Regions from separate parts of the Sus scrofa genome. Here region 2 is linked to region 1. The links are chromatin contacts, called in public HiChIP or PLAC-seq maps. All regions are on one chromosome and are shown on one strand. The core of a region is the stretch at or near the end of the contact, and the rest is flanking DNA. Distances in the headings are between cores, read along the strand shown. Region 1 holds the start of TPT1 (tumor protein, translationally-controlled 1). Region 2 holds the start of LACC1 (laccase domain-containing protein 1).

The links. HiChIP or PLAC-seq counts read pairs in DNA pulled down with a chosen protein or histone mark.
Region 2: a contact with region 1 is called in an H3K27ac HiChIP or PLAC-seq map of alveolar macrophages. The contact joins the promoter of LACC1 here to the promoter of TPT1 in region 1. A contact is called at or near these places in 2 of 5 promoter capture datasets (fetal liver and liver) and 1 of 2 datasets of contacts at active chromatin or transcription factors (alveolar macrophages).

The regions. Positions count from the first base shown.
Region 1 is chr11:21,925,597-21,932,699 of Sscrofa11.1, forward strand. TPT1 (tumor protein, translationally-controlled 1) reads left to right here and starts at 3,698. Exons shown (of 6, transcript NM_214373.1): 1 at 3,698-3,817; 2 at 4,096-4,169; 3 at 4,675-4,865; 4 at 5,252-5,357; 5 at 6,070-6,186; 6 at 7,093-7,103. The coding sequence starts at 3,790. The coding sequence ends at 7,095.
Region 2 is chr11:23,155,598-23,162,700 of Sscrofa11.1, forward strand. It overlaps LACC1 (laccase domain-containing protein 1), which reads right to left and starts at 4,193. Exons shown (of 7, transcript XM_005668443.3): 1 at 3,812-4,193; 2 at 1,844-2,439; 3 at 1,037-1,215. The coding sequence starts at 2,387. It overlaps CCDC122 (coiled-coil domain-containing protein 122), which reads left to right and starts at 4,064. Exons shown (of 5, transcript XM_021065620.1): 1 at 4,064-4,184.

The DNA of each region.
Region 1 (7,103 bases), core at 2,448-4,947:
CGAGTCTTGTCTGTGACCGACGCCGCAGCTCACGGCAAGGCCAGATCCTTAACCCACTGAGCAAGACTAGGGATCAAACCCGAATCCTCATGGATGTCAGTCGGGTTCTTAACCTGCTAAGCCACAATAAGAACTCCACATTTCTATAATTTTAGATCTTGGGCTTTTGAATACATTTTTACACAACTGATATTTCAAACAATTAAATTGCACTAAAAGCAGTTATAGATGACTATGCCTTAATATGCCCTATGAGCGCTAAAGAAAAAAATGAATTCCTTTTCATAGTTAACATTCCAGTGACCCCAGCAAAAGCAGCCTTGAGAAGTAACTGTTGCCATGCCAGCAACTTCATAAAGAGATCTACTGTTTTCTTCTCTATTTGTCTCAACTATGTGATAAATCTGAAAAATGAATTAGTCCAATTAAATACTGCCTTCGAAACACCCTGTTTTGGTTTTTCACTTTTTTTCATTGCTGCCCATATCCTAACTACAAGTGTTGGGTTAATTCATTCTAAAAAGCTTGAATTCCAGTCTCAGAATTCAAAGTATCTAGCTATATTTAACCATTTATTTGTTTGTTTATTCAACCAAAAGAACCTCATTGAGAGCCAGAAGTCCATTTTAAAGCTGGATCCTTCCCGTCTGCTTTCCACTGGCTGTTTTCCATTGGGCAAATCACTTGCCCTATCTGTGCCAAGCATAAAATTATGGGAAGAAACCCAAACAAAAAAGCTTTTTTTTCTTCTGTTTTTTAAAGTTTCATTGAAGAATAAAAGCGTTTTTTTCTTTTTTCTTTTTAGGACTGCACCTGCGGCATATGGACGTTGCCAGGCTTGGGGTCAAATCAGATGTGCAGCTGCCAGCCTATGCCACAGCCACAGCCATGCCAGATTCTTAACTCACTGAACAAGGCCAGGAATGGAACTCGCATCCTCATCGTTCTTAAGCCACTGAGCCCCAATGGGAACTCCTAAAAGTTTCTTAAAAGATCCAAAAATGAGAAAAATAAGGACAATGTAATGAATTTTTCACAGAATTAAATGTATTCAATTTAGATTACCCATATTTACAGATTATGTCCTTTCATGAAACAGAAATTATAGACCAAAGTTATGTTTAATTAATTTATTTTGGCCACATTCGTGGCATGTGGAATTTCAGAATATTTATTTTTAAAAATTTATTTATATTTATTATTATTTTTGCTTTTTAGGGCCACACCAATAGCATATGGAGGTTCCCAGGCTAAGGGTCTAATCAGAGCTGTAGCCACTGGCAGCAGCCACACCAACACCAGATCCGAGCTGGGTCTGCGACCTACACCACAGCTCATGGCAATGCCAGATCCCTGACTGAGGGAGGCAAGGGATCGAACCTGCACCCTCGGATTCATATCTGATGCACCAGAACAGGAATGCCAGTGGTAGATCCTTTAAGCCACTGTGCAGGGCCAGGGATGGAGCAAGACTAGGGATCAAACCCGAATCCTCATGGATGTTAGCCGGGTTCCATACCTCTGCTGAGACTGGAATTGCTGCAGTTGGACTCTTAACCTACTTTACCACAGCAGGAACTCCCCCCTAAACCTTTTAACTCAACAAAATTCCATTTTATACTTAGGCTTAGGGAGGCTGACTTTCTCAAGGTCACAGAACTAGTACCAGATAAACCCAAGATTTCAACCTAGGCTGCTTTTTTTTTTTTTTTTTTTTTTTGTTGTTGTTGTTGTTGCTTTTTAGGGCCACACCCACGGCATATGGAGGTTCCCAGGCCAGGGGTCTAATCGGAGCTGTCGCTGCCCACCTATACCACAGCCACAGCAGCGCCAGATCCTTAACCCACTGAGTGAACCCGCGACCTCATGGTTCCTAATCAGATTCATTTCCACTGCGCCACGATGGGAACTCCAAACCTAGGGTGCTTTGATTTTAACTTTAGTACTCTCTTTCACAGGGCTGTTTATAAAACTTGAGAAAAAGTTTTGACTGAACAAACCTGGAGAAAAGTAGCAGCAATAACGTTTGACAGTAATGTATGGGTGATGGGAATATTTCTGAATAATTGGAAAATGTTGAAGTTGAGGAAAATCATTAAATTGTGATATGCCTGGGATAATAATCTGTTCCACTCCCACATCCAGAAACCACCTGGTGGACCACCTCTCAGAAGATATCCACTTGCTTTCAGATCCCCTTCATCCCACTTTCAGCTTCCTCGCAGTTACCCAGTGTCTCCTAGGGTGTCCAGTGCAGCCCTAGACGTCATCTCCCAAGAGGGTCCCATTTCCTGGCTCTTTTGCATTATGATTCTTCCATCATCTCAATTCAGTGTCCTGTGCCCTGTTCCTTCACAGGGGGTGCCCTGTCTTACCCTGGGGAATGCTTTATTGTTGAATCAGGGAAAAACCATTAATGTGCTATAATTGGCCAATTCTTTGATTTACTAGAACAAAATTTTCTGTGAGGGTAGGACTGGATTTAACCTGTTCACAGTTGAGACCTCTGAGCAAAACCCCCCGCTAAGGACAGAGTGGAGCACAAATACATTCGTGGTATGGAACAAGTTCTCCGGTTGCATACTGGCATAAATCTTTGCCTGAAAGGGCATTTTTAAAGTATCTCATAATTAGGTCCAAAGTCCAAATAAAACTTGGGCAGGTGGGGAGCTCCTTTTCCTTTTAATGTTTAACCCTCTGGCACCTGGCATATAATTTCGATCTTAAAGTGACAACATACCCTCTTTTTCAAACGACCTAATTCAAGACCAAGTGCAAACAGAAAAGGTGAAGATTCTAAACCTGTGTTAGGAACCGCAAACTTTCACATACAGGACCAAGCCGAGAGATGGGAAAACTGTGTAAACTCCCGCGACACTTTCCTCCCCCCTCAAGTCTTTTCCTACACACATCCCCCACGATTATTCCGAAGGGGCAGGAGGGACGACCTGGGTCCCACAACCCGGACTCAGCCCTGCCCCCACAAAAGCGTCCGAAAACTCGATGTAGGGGGAGAGCCCTAGGAGAAAACGCTGAAAAGTTCTCCGAGACCCCAGAACTCACAGGAGGCGGGTCATAAACCCAGCCCCCCTGCCATCATCCCCGGGGACAGAGTCGCGGTCTCCCAAAGCCTCAAAGGGACCCTACGTAAATGCAAAGTCCTTCCCAACAGCTGACACTTTGGTTCCCAGAAAGGGTGGGAGCTTGCGCCGGGCGAGGCCTGAGGCGGAAACTTGAAGCCCCACCCAGACCCAGCACCTTCGAGGGCAACCCTGGCGTAGGGAGGGGCAGAGCCCCAGGCACCACTTCCACCACTCAGCGCCCGGAAGCCCTTCCCTCCTCGCAGCCCCCCGCACGCTCCTCCCCCCACCCGCTCCCGCATTTCCCTCTGCCCCGCCCCCCGCCGCACCTCCTTCCCTGCGTCGCCCATCCTTGTCCCTCCCGACTTCTCCCCCCTAGGAAGCCCCGAGGGCCCAGCGTGGGGCACGGCTTTGCAGCCCAAGGCCAAGTCCCCGGATGTCCTCCTCCCCTCCCCACCCCCGGCTCGCGCTGTGGCCCCACCCCACGCGCCGCTCTGCGTGCCACGTCACCGCTTACGGCGCTTCCGGAGGCGCAGCGGGCGATGACGTAGGGGGACGTGCCCTCTATATGAGGTTGGGGAGCGGCAGAGTCGGCCTTTTCCGCCCGCTCCCCCCTCCCCCCGAGCGCCGCTCCGGCTGCACCGCGCTCGCTCTGAGCTCCCGGTTCCTGCTAAGCTAGCGCCGCCGTCGTCTCCCTCCAGCCGCCATCATGATCATCTACCGGGACCTCATCAGCCGTGAGTGGGGACTGCACTCTTCCCCACTGCCGCGCGAAGGGGATGGGGGTCTGGTGGGGGGCGGGGAGACGGCCGCCGCCGCCGCCGCCGCCGTCCTGGGCCTGGGGGACGCCGGCGCCCTCCCGGGAGCGAGGAAGGTCGGTGCTTGGCGCGCGCCCTGGGGTTTCGAGCGCCGGGGAAGGGCGGGGGTCGCGTGCGGCGGGCGGGGCGGCGCGGGAAATGGCGCCGGCTCGGGCTTCAGGCGCACGGTTGACTGGCGGGTTTGTGTTCTCGGGCAGATGATGAGATGTTTTCCGACATCTACAAGATCCGGGAGATCGCGGACGGGCTGTGTCTGGAGGTGGAGGGGAAGGTGAGTCGGGCCGGGTCGCGGCGAGGAGGAGGCAAGGCCAGGCAGGCTCGGGTTTCCGCCGCTCCCCCGCCCGAGGTTGTGCAATCCTCTCCGTTGCCTCCTGGCGGAGGAGACGCTCTTTCCGGGCTCGGGTTTTTCTAGAAAAGTGGAGGCGGAGCTGAGTCTGGAAATAGGTCCGCCACTTGGGCGCCCATCCTCCCAGGCGGTCCCGGACAGGTTGTCTCCTGTTTGGGAGCCCGAAGCCCTCAGCGGTTGCCCTTTTCAACCCGACTGTCCACGCAAAACTTCCACTCGTTGTAAACAACCCCCTTCTCGTGCTGGTCAACAAAGAATTGTTAGGGTGTTTTAGGAAATCGAGGGGTCATAAATTTTTTCCCCATGTTTTCAGCAAGAAACAAGAATCTTTAGTGGAAGGCTGATGGGATGTATGAGCTGCTTAAATTGTTTTGATGCCTTTGTGGTAAGGTCGAGGATGTGTTAGCAACTAAACTTTTCCTTAACGCAGATGGTCAGTAGGACAGAGGGTAACATTGATGACTCGCTCATTGGTGGAAATGCCTCCGCTGAAGGGCCCGAGGGCGAAGGTACCGAAAGCACAGTAATCACTGGTGTCGATATTGTCATGAACCATCACCTGCAGGAAACCAGCTTCACAAAGGAAGCCTACAAGAAGTACATCAAAGATTATATGAAGTCGTAAGTGATCTTGGCACATTCCGTTGATGTCTGGAATCCTGTAGGATTTAGGGATCTTCTAACTATGGAGATTTTTTTAGCAAGCAGGCATGGTTGTCAAATACTTTATTAATGAGCTCAGAAGGGTGGTTGCTTTTCTATCAAATATGAGCATAACAGGTGCATACAGGTCTGGCTTTACCTTTTCAGAACAGCACTTTGGAAAGAAGCTGACAGGAAATTCAAAGTTGTGAACAGTCATAAAACATCCCTCCTGTGAGCTAGGAATTTCTTGATTGTGCTCAGTGATAGCTAGTTGCTAGTTTCAGTTTGGAGTTTTTGGAGAAAATTTCTTTTGCTCAGAGCTCTGTAACGAACTTAACCTATCAATAAAATACTTGTTTTAGAATCAAAGGGAAACTCGAAGAACAGAGACCAGAAAGAGTAAAACCTTTTATGACAGGAGCTGCAGAACAAATCAAGCACATCCTTGCTAATTTCAAAAACTATCAGGTAAACAAATGTGTGGATTAAAGGGCTATAGAGTTTAACTTAGAGCAAAAAATGAGTTTGAATGTCTGATGTAATTTAATTGTGGGTATTTTCTTAGCCTTTTGAGCAATTAATACTTGATATATTCAACGCCAGTAGTCTAGCTGGAGAGGGTAGCCTTCCCTACTCCTTCCCCAGATGGCATCTCCCAGTTCTTTCTCTAGAATTGCTCAGTTTGACCCCTAAGTGGTTTTCCACTTTGCTTTCTTTTTACAGTTCCATTGGGTCTCATTGCCACTGGAGCTCTTTCTGATGTGAGCTTGTACTGTTGAGGAACGTAAAGAATTCCCTTACCGCCAAGCGAAAGTTTTGCTGTTTTCACACATCCTGTGTGTGACCCTAACTTTCTTTTCATAGGGTGTGCATGCTCTCATTGCTAGCCTTACTACATTCCCTGTGGTTGACTGTAAACAGGCTTCTTTGTAGGGCTTGGAATTGGCTGTGTGGGGATGAGAAAGCCTAAAGTTTCTAGAGTGCTCTGTACTCTTTATTTTGGCTCTTTTAGTACTTTGGGTGAACAGATTGATTAGTGAGCATTTCTCTTAGGCATCAAATCAGAGCCTCTGGTTGCTGAGAGTCTCGATTAAATAGTGGTGTTCTGAATCATTCTTTGATTTGTTTTGATACAGCACATTTGTATAATCTAATTCTGGATATTTGTTTGCTTCCTAAGTTCTTTATTGGTGAAAACATGAATCCAGACGGCATGGTTGCTCTGCTGGACTACCGTGAGGATGGTGTGACTCCATATATGATTTTCTTTAAGGATGGCTTAGAAATGGAAAAATGTGTAAGTACAAAGAAGTGGGTTGAAATCAGTAATGTAAAAATGGAGAGTGTGGGCATAATCCCTTGTTTCATGCCACTGGGACAGTTAGAATGGGTTCTGCAGCAGTCCTTTGAAAATGAGGGTGCAGGTCTTTTTTCTTGGGGATCTAAAGAATGTTGTGATTCACATGTAAAGGATTTTTATGGTATAGAAAAGCTTAGAATGGATCTGCAGGAAACTTAGCATAGATGACATTATAAATAGCTTAAATACTGAGCCTAGAGATCAGAGATAACGTATATAATCTAAATATTTTAAGTTATTTTAAGGGATAACACCCTATGTTGACATTTCTTATGGAAATGGCCCATAGAAATCAGACTGCTTTTCTCTTCCTATTTTGCCACACATACTGAGCATTAAAACCCTTTTCAAAGAAACTAGTCTCAATTTACAGTAATTGGCAGGTAGTCTTGATGTTACAAACTTTTAGAAAATACAGTTTAGAGCTGGAAATGAATGTCTCATGCAAGGAGCTCCTGGAGGCATTCATTATCAAGAGGCTTCCTTGTAAATTAGGAGTAAGATATATTTAAGGATACACTAAATAGGGTCAGGGGCCCAGTGAACTGGAATGTTTTGCTCAATGAATTATTCAGAATGTCTTGTGTTTAGGTTGGTAGAACAGGGTGGGGCTTTCTCCCAGAATGAAAATCTGATCGGGTAAGGGTGGTTCTGCATCCACTGATAGACCTTGAACAGTCTGCTGTTGTTCTTTCGGTTTGCACTAGGATGCCAAAGCAAGCTCCCTGCGCTTTCTGTCTGCCTTCGTGGCAGCCCAGATTGAATAGGGGAAGACATCCTCAGGCTAGACGTGTTAAGTACTTTCATGGTGGAAAAGGTGTTAATGGAGTCTTGTCTTTGCAGTAACAAATTTG
Region 2 (7,103 bases), core at 2,943-5,442, 1.2 Mb after region 1:
ATCGTTAACCCACTGAGCAAGGGCAGGGACCGAACCCGCAACCTCATGGTTCCTAGTCGGATTCGTTAACCACTGCGCCACGACGGGAACTCCCAGATTTCAACATTTTAAAATGAAAATAGGAGTTCCCTGGTGGCCTAGAAGTTAAGGACCTGGTGTTGTCACTGCTGTGGCTCAGGTCACTGGTGTGGCACAGGTTAGATCCCTGGCCTGGGAACTTCTGCATGCTGTGGGTGCGACCAAAAAAAAAAATAGTCCATCCATCATGAACAGCTCCTACTAGAGATGGGTAAATCTCTACTTGCAGTAGGCTCCTGAAAGTACTAATTTCTTGAAAGAAATTAAATTACCAAATCGATATTTTTTACTTTTCCTGGAGTCAAGTAAAGCTAGAATTCTATAAGAAACAAGGTATTATCTTATCAATTGTACCCTAGTTCCTCCTAGTGTTGATTTAGAAAATAATGGCTTTCCCACCATTCAGGAACCTTCCTTCTAAATCAAAAAGGTCAGTGGTACTACACTCTGAGAATTAACTGTACTTTTAGATGTGAGGAGCTCCAGGTGAAATACACATTTATATGTATGATAGACTTGATCTTTAGGCTATGGTATATAGCTTGAAGAAAGACAATCGCAAACATCCTAAGTTTTAGATAAAACACTAGATGCAAAAGTTAAATAGCTTATTTAAAGTCCATGTAGTTGGAGTTCCCATCATGGCTCAGCAGAAATGAATCTGACTAGTATCCATGAGGACGCAGGTTCCATCCCTGGCCTCGCTCAGTGGGTTAAAGGATCCGGCATTGCCATGAGCTCTGGTGTAGGTCACAGATGCGGTTCGGATGTGGTGTTGCTGTGGCAGTGGTGTCGGTCAGCAACTACAGGTCCAATTCGACTCCTAGCCTGGAACGCTCCATATGCTATGGCTGTGGCCCTAAAAAGACAGACAGACAGACAGACAGAAAGTCCACATAGTCATGAGCAGAGTCAAGAATATACTTTAGATCTCCCAAAACATGAAACAAAAATTTACCTTTATTCGGTAAAATTTCTTCCAGTTAAATCCTGCAGCATTCCCCAGCCTACGCAGATTTTCTTGAACAACCACCTTGGGATCTCGCCGTTTGGAACTACTGAAGAGATTGAAAGAGCTCAGAGTCGGTATGTAAGATATCCCACCTGTTCTTGTAGTAAATCCATGTATGAAAATATCTGTTGAAGATAGAGAGTAAAGATGAAAACCATGCTGTACAAAAGACTATAAAGCACTACGAATCCAGTCTCTCATTAAGACTTTCAACCCGCATTAATCAATCTAGCTTCCACGCCTGCAGCTCTTTAGACCTCCATCTGGTCTTGAACCGCTTTGAGTTAGTTTTACCTTCCCTGTGGGATTATTGCTCTTCCAAGGATACCTTTTGACCCATTTGTCTTTGTTGTCCCCAGTAGCATATAGCTTACAGTAAATATTCTTTTACCAAGAAGTAAAACGGACTGTTTAAATTTCACTCTTCTTTGAAGGCACCAATGAGTTAAGGTTTCAGAATTTCTAAAATGTTTAGGAAATGCTTAGCATCATAAATCTCATTTAAAAGGAAGTCTGAAGGAATTTGCATAATGCAAATTTATTTAGGGTGGCTTTAAAGGGACTATCCCTTGACACCCCCCCACACACCACAAGGGCGGGTCCATGATACTTCCAGGTTGTAACTGATGCTAATGAGCAGATAAGCTCTCAGTAGTCTACAAAAGACAGATGGAAAAATAGAAGAACAACCTGTTTAAAAAAAAGGCTAGTTTTTCACATCCAGTAAAAACAACAGATAGTGTTTTAACACACCTGAGATCAAAGGAGATGTGATGATGGTTAATTCTCCTTTCAGTGCAGGCAAACTTCTCAAATATGTTTCTATTTCATTCTGGATTGCTTCTAGTTCTTGAGCTGTGATTATGTCAGAAGACTGTTTCAGAGGACCTCCCCTCAAGGTCATCTGTAAATCTTCAAACTCAAAATTATAAACATCAGTGAAGAGTTGATCAATAAAAGCCTTCATTAACATCTTCCGATGCACAGGCACAATTACCTTAATGCTGCTCAAATTTTTTTCATCAATTTTTTGTTTAATGGTATACAAAGAGGCGGCCAGGCTGGGATTGCTAACTGTCTCAAATTCTCTCAAGATAGTTGATAATCCATTGCTTGTTTCTAATTCACAATTATGATGGTCACAGCTGATGTTACTGCAACACATTATGCAGAGGAACTTGGCCTTGGCACCATGGTGGTATTGGACAGCATTCAATGTCTTTAGTAATGTCTGATGACAGCTTTTTTGAGAGTTCAATTGCAAACCAAAGAGATCAATCAACACTACTTCTGCCATCCTTCCATACGATACAAAGTTCTTCAAAGAAGGTTTTTGTGCCCCCAATCACCTGTAAAGAAAAATGAGCATTAAGTAAGAATGAAAAATTATATCAATCTCTTTAGAGTTAGTTACAAAAGAAATTTTTGGATGATTAAAAAGATTTGCGTTGATTTAAAAATATAGGGAGTTCCCATCATGGCTCAGTGGAAATGAACCTGACTAGCATCCATGAGGACGCAGGTTTGAGCCCTGGCCTCGATCAGGTGGATTAAGGATCCGGTGTTGCGGTGAGCTGTGGTTTAGGAGGCAGACATGGCTTGGATCTGGCGTTGCTGTGGCTGTGGTGTAGACCGGCAGCTGTAGCTCCGATTTGACTCCTACCCTGGGAACCTCCATATGCCGTGGGTGCGGCCATAAGAAGACAAAAAAATAAAATAAAATAAAAATATAACCAAAATACTAGACTCCTCCCATTAAAGCTAGTCCACTATTAGTCATAAGAGAACCATGACAATGAAAGCAAAGCCATCTCTAAATTCATTTTGTGAAAGTACTTACATCTTTCTGGCTTAGAACAACAGTTTTTGTTTTGTTTTTACATAGCAAATTTTAAGCAAGTAAATTACTTGTTGACTTAGACAAAGTCCTATTTTTTAATTACAGGGTGTCAACTTATCACTATATCATTAATCCTCACATGGCTGGCTTGTTAGATCACAGCTCTTTATATGAAATATGTCAGCCTGAAGTTCGATAGGTTAAATAGAGCTGCACTTAAAAAGTGCTTTTCTTCTTTGAGGAAAAGTTGCGTTTTTTGTTTTTGTTTTTTCAGAAACAGACTTAGAGATCCAGAGAACAAAATAGTGGTTACCAATGGGGGGGTGCGCAAGATAGGGGTAGGGATTAAGAGATAACAAACCACCGTGTCTAAAATAAGCTACAAGGTTATACTGTATAGCACAGAGAATATAGCAATATTTTGTAACTTTAAATAGCGTGCAATCTATAAAAATGTTGAATCGCTATGTCGTACACCTAAAACTAAAACTGTACATCAAAACTGTACTAAAAATTGCGTTTCTGAGGAGATCAGAGTTGACTGAGACGTTTCCCTCCAGGATTCACACAGCTCTCAGGAACAGCAAGGACCACAAGAGCAACAGCGACTGAGACCAGCTGGGCAGCCCACCGCTCTCCTCCCGACTCCCCGCCCCTGCGCCGGTTTTCTCACCTCCGGCCCCTGCCCTCCCACCCCAGGCTGTGGGTCTCTCTGGTGACCCGCCTCGGAGACACCGCCCCCGCCCCCGACAGTTTCCTCCGCGGTCACTCCTAGGCCCCTCCCTCTGCACTGTGGAAAGCCTGGGGGGCGCGACCCCACCCGCCAGGACCGCTGTCCAGACTCCGCCTGCCCTTCAGGACTTTCTGACGGTCGGACGCACACCGAGCCTGTGCTCCGTCCTCGCCTGAGGCACGTCGAGCTCGGTTCCACCTTCGGCCCGCGCGGCGAACTCGGAGACGTCTGCTGCCCCCGACGCCCGTCCTGAGGCTGAACGCGACCCGGCGGCCGCGAGCGCGTCCCGGGGCGTCCTAAGCCCGGACCCGCCGCTGTGTGGGCGGCGCCCGTCCCGCCTCATCTGCCCGAGGGCCGCGGAGGCGCGGCTGGGCCGGCGGGGAGCGACGCGGGGGGTGGACGCGCCCGAGTGCGGGGAAGCGTCAGCAGTTCCGGGTCAGGCCGCCTGCCCGCACTCGCCGCCTGGCGCCCGGAGGAGGAACGAGAACCGGAGTCGCGACGGGCCTTGCGGCCTGAACCAGGCGGGTCCGCGGGCGGGAGGCGGGGCGGGGGCGGGGACGGGCCGCGTGGGGCGCGGGGCCGGCTTCCCGACGGGGCGGGCGGCCTGGGGCCTCGGGTCGACCGCCGCCTCCCTTCCCGGGGCGGGCGAAGCCCTTTCCCCGCGTTCACGCTTACAGTCGCGGCCTGAAGAGCCGCCGGCCAGCGGCGCGGTCGGTCGCGACAGGGTTTCATGTCCTGAGCACAGCCCTCCCCCCCAACCTCGTTCCGTTAGGCCCCGGCAGTCTGTCCCACCCAGGTTCTAGTAATAGGCTTCCTTGGGGCAGGGGGAAGGGATTGTTTTCTGTTGCGTTTGGTTTGGTTTTGTTCTTTAACTGTTTTGCTTTGTTTGCAGAAATAAATTGGCTGAGCTTTCTCTTTTTGCTGATCCTGCCTAACTTGCTGACTAGACTTGACAGGTCCTTCGCTTGTGTTGATAAAGGGATGTTCTGTCCTGTGCGCCCTTTTAAAAATATGTTCCACGAGTAGAAAATTAGAAGCCTCGTTTTTCTGCCCTCAAAGAGCACAACATTCATTTATTTTAAAATATTGAGCAGCTCCTACGGATATGGAAAGCAGATGCTCTTTCTTCAACCTTCAAAGAGTAGAAGAGAGGGTGTTTCCTGTGTAACTGGTTATAATGGAAAGAGGTCCTTGTTTCTGATAGTTTCACATCATAAGTGAGGAACCTGTACCTGAAAGAAAGACTCTCAGCTATCTGGGAGTTTGAAGAGCTCTTGGAAGTGGGCGAGTGCTTCCGTTCTATTTGAGTAGAGAATGGGGTTACCAACCCTCGATAGGAAGCCACTGCTCATATCTGGCAGCTGTTTTTGTCAACATTTGTATTTTCATTATTTTTGCTGGATATTTGTTAAGTGCCCTGAGTGGTATATGGTGCCCTGATGAGAAGATTTACACTGCCCTGAGCTTGTTTTATGTTAAATATTACTGTAAGCACAAAAAGACAAAAAAAAAAAAAAAAAAAAAAAAAAAAGAAAAAAGAAAGGAGTTCCCGTCGTGGCGCAGTGGTTAACGAATCCTACTAGGAACCATGAGGTTGCGGGTTCGGTCCCTGCCCTTGCTCAGTGGGTTAAGATCCGGCGTTGCCGTGAGCTGTGGTGTAGGTTGCAGACACAGCTCGGATCCCACGTTGCTGTGGCTGTGGTGTAGGGCAGCAGCTACAGCTCTGATTAGACCCCTCTCCTGGGAACCTCCATATGCCACGGGAGTGGCCCTAGAAAAGGCAAAAAGACTATATATATATTACTGTAAGCAAAATAGACGTCTTTTAGTTACAAGCCTGGGTTAAAACATTTATCTCTGTTTTTATAGACAAATGGTGGGAATTCATTTTCTCTCATGCAACAGTAACAGTTAAAAAGTTAGGAGTTCTTTGGTGGTGCAGTGGGTTAAGTAAGGATCTGGTGTTGTCACAGCAGCGGCTTGGGTTGCTGCTGTGGTTCTAGTTCCAGTTCTAGCCTAGAACTTCCACATGCCCTTGGTGTGGCCAAAATAATAATAATTACAATGTATAACAGTAAAATGTTTAAAAAACTTTTAAATATTTCAAAATAGGGAAGTGGTCAAAGAATAGAAAATTTGTCATTATATTGTATTTACATACCATTTTCTTGCACCATCTGATCCTAGACTATGGCCTCATCTCTTAACACTCTTCCTCATCTCCATTCCCCCTGCTCCAGTGGCTCTCAATCCTGGCTGTTAGTAGGAACTATACCTAGAGCTTAAAAACATAAATCCAGGTGCCACCCTGCTCTAGATGTACCTTTGAATCAGAATCTCCAGCAGTCAAGTCTGGGCAAGTTTGGCTTTGTTTTTTGTTTTCTTTTAATCTTTACAGATGATTCAGATGCATAATTAGATTTGATAAAAAAAAAAAAACAACTTCCCTATTCCCAAGTCACGCAAGCTAAAAAGGGTGTTCCTTGGAACACCATATGATTTCATCCTTACATAAGCTATTCCTTCTACTTAGAACACCCTTCTCCTTTCATGTTTTTTTAACTGTTACTAGTTAGGACCCTTCAAGCTCAAACATAACTTACCTTGAGTTCCTATACCCTCACCAAGGAGAATTAACTGCTGCTGCTTTAGCATTTTTTTTTTTTTTTTTTAGTAGAGGACAAGCTCTCTCAAAGATACAGTCTGAACCCATAGCCAAACAATATATTGAAGTCAATGAAACATTAAATTGTACACTTCATAAAGACAAACTTGATAGTATATAAATTATATCTAAATCTGTTTAAAAGCAAAGTCACACCAGAGAGTCTTGAAAAAGTATATCATAATACTTTAAACATTTTTTAAACCTGAAACAACTGTGTATTTGCCGGTCTCGAGAAACTCTAAGGCCTCTCTTTTTCACGTGGCCTCCTGATCAGAGTTCTGCATCATCTCCCTTCCATAGACTATACCGATAAACCATCAGCTAAGATTTCTCAAGATTTCATTCTTTATGAGGAAAATAACTTAAAGGCACTTGTGTAGCTATCTGACTGCTATTTTTTCTTTATAATCTTTTATAGTTATTTCACACATTCAGACAACTCACTTTAGTCTTTCCAGACTATTAAACATATATTTTAAAGAAAGAACCAACATTATTTTTGTACTATTTTGTAGGTTTACATAATCTTTAATTGAACTATGAGAGCACAATGACAAGTACAAGCAGCATGAAAAGGTTTGGGAACAAACACAAATGACATTGTCATTTTGTAGAATTCCTCCGTTAGGAGCTTAAGTGGACAGACTCACTGGAGGGTAGCTTCCTAACCTTCAGCATTCAGTTTGTGCATTCATCATGGTCTGGGAATTAGCAGCTTATGATGAACTAAGGAAATAGAATGAGTTGGTTAAGAGTAGGTAGACTGAGAGTG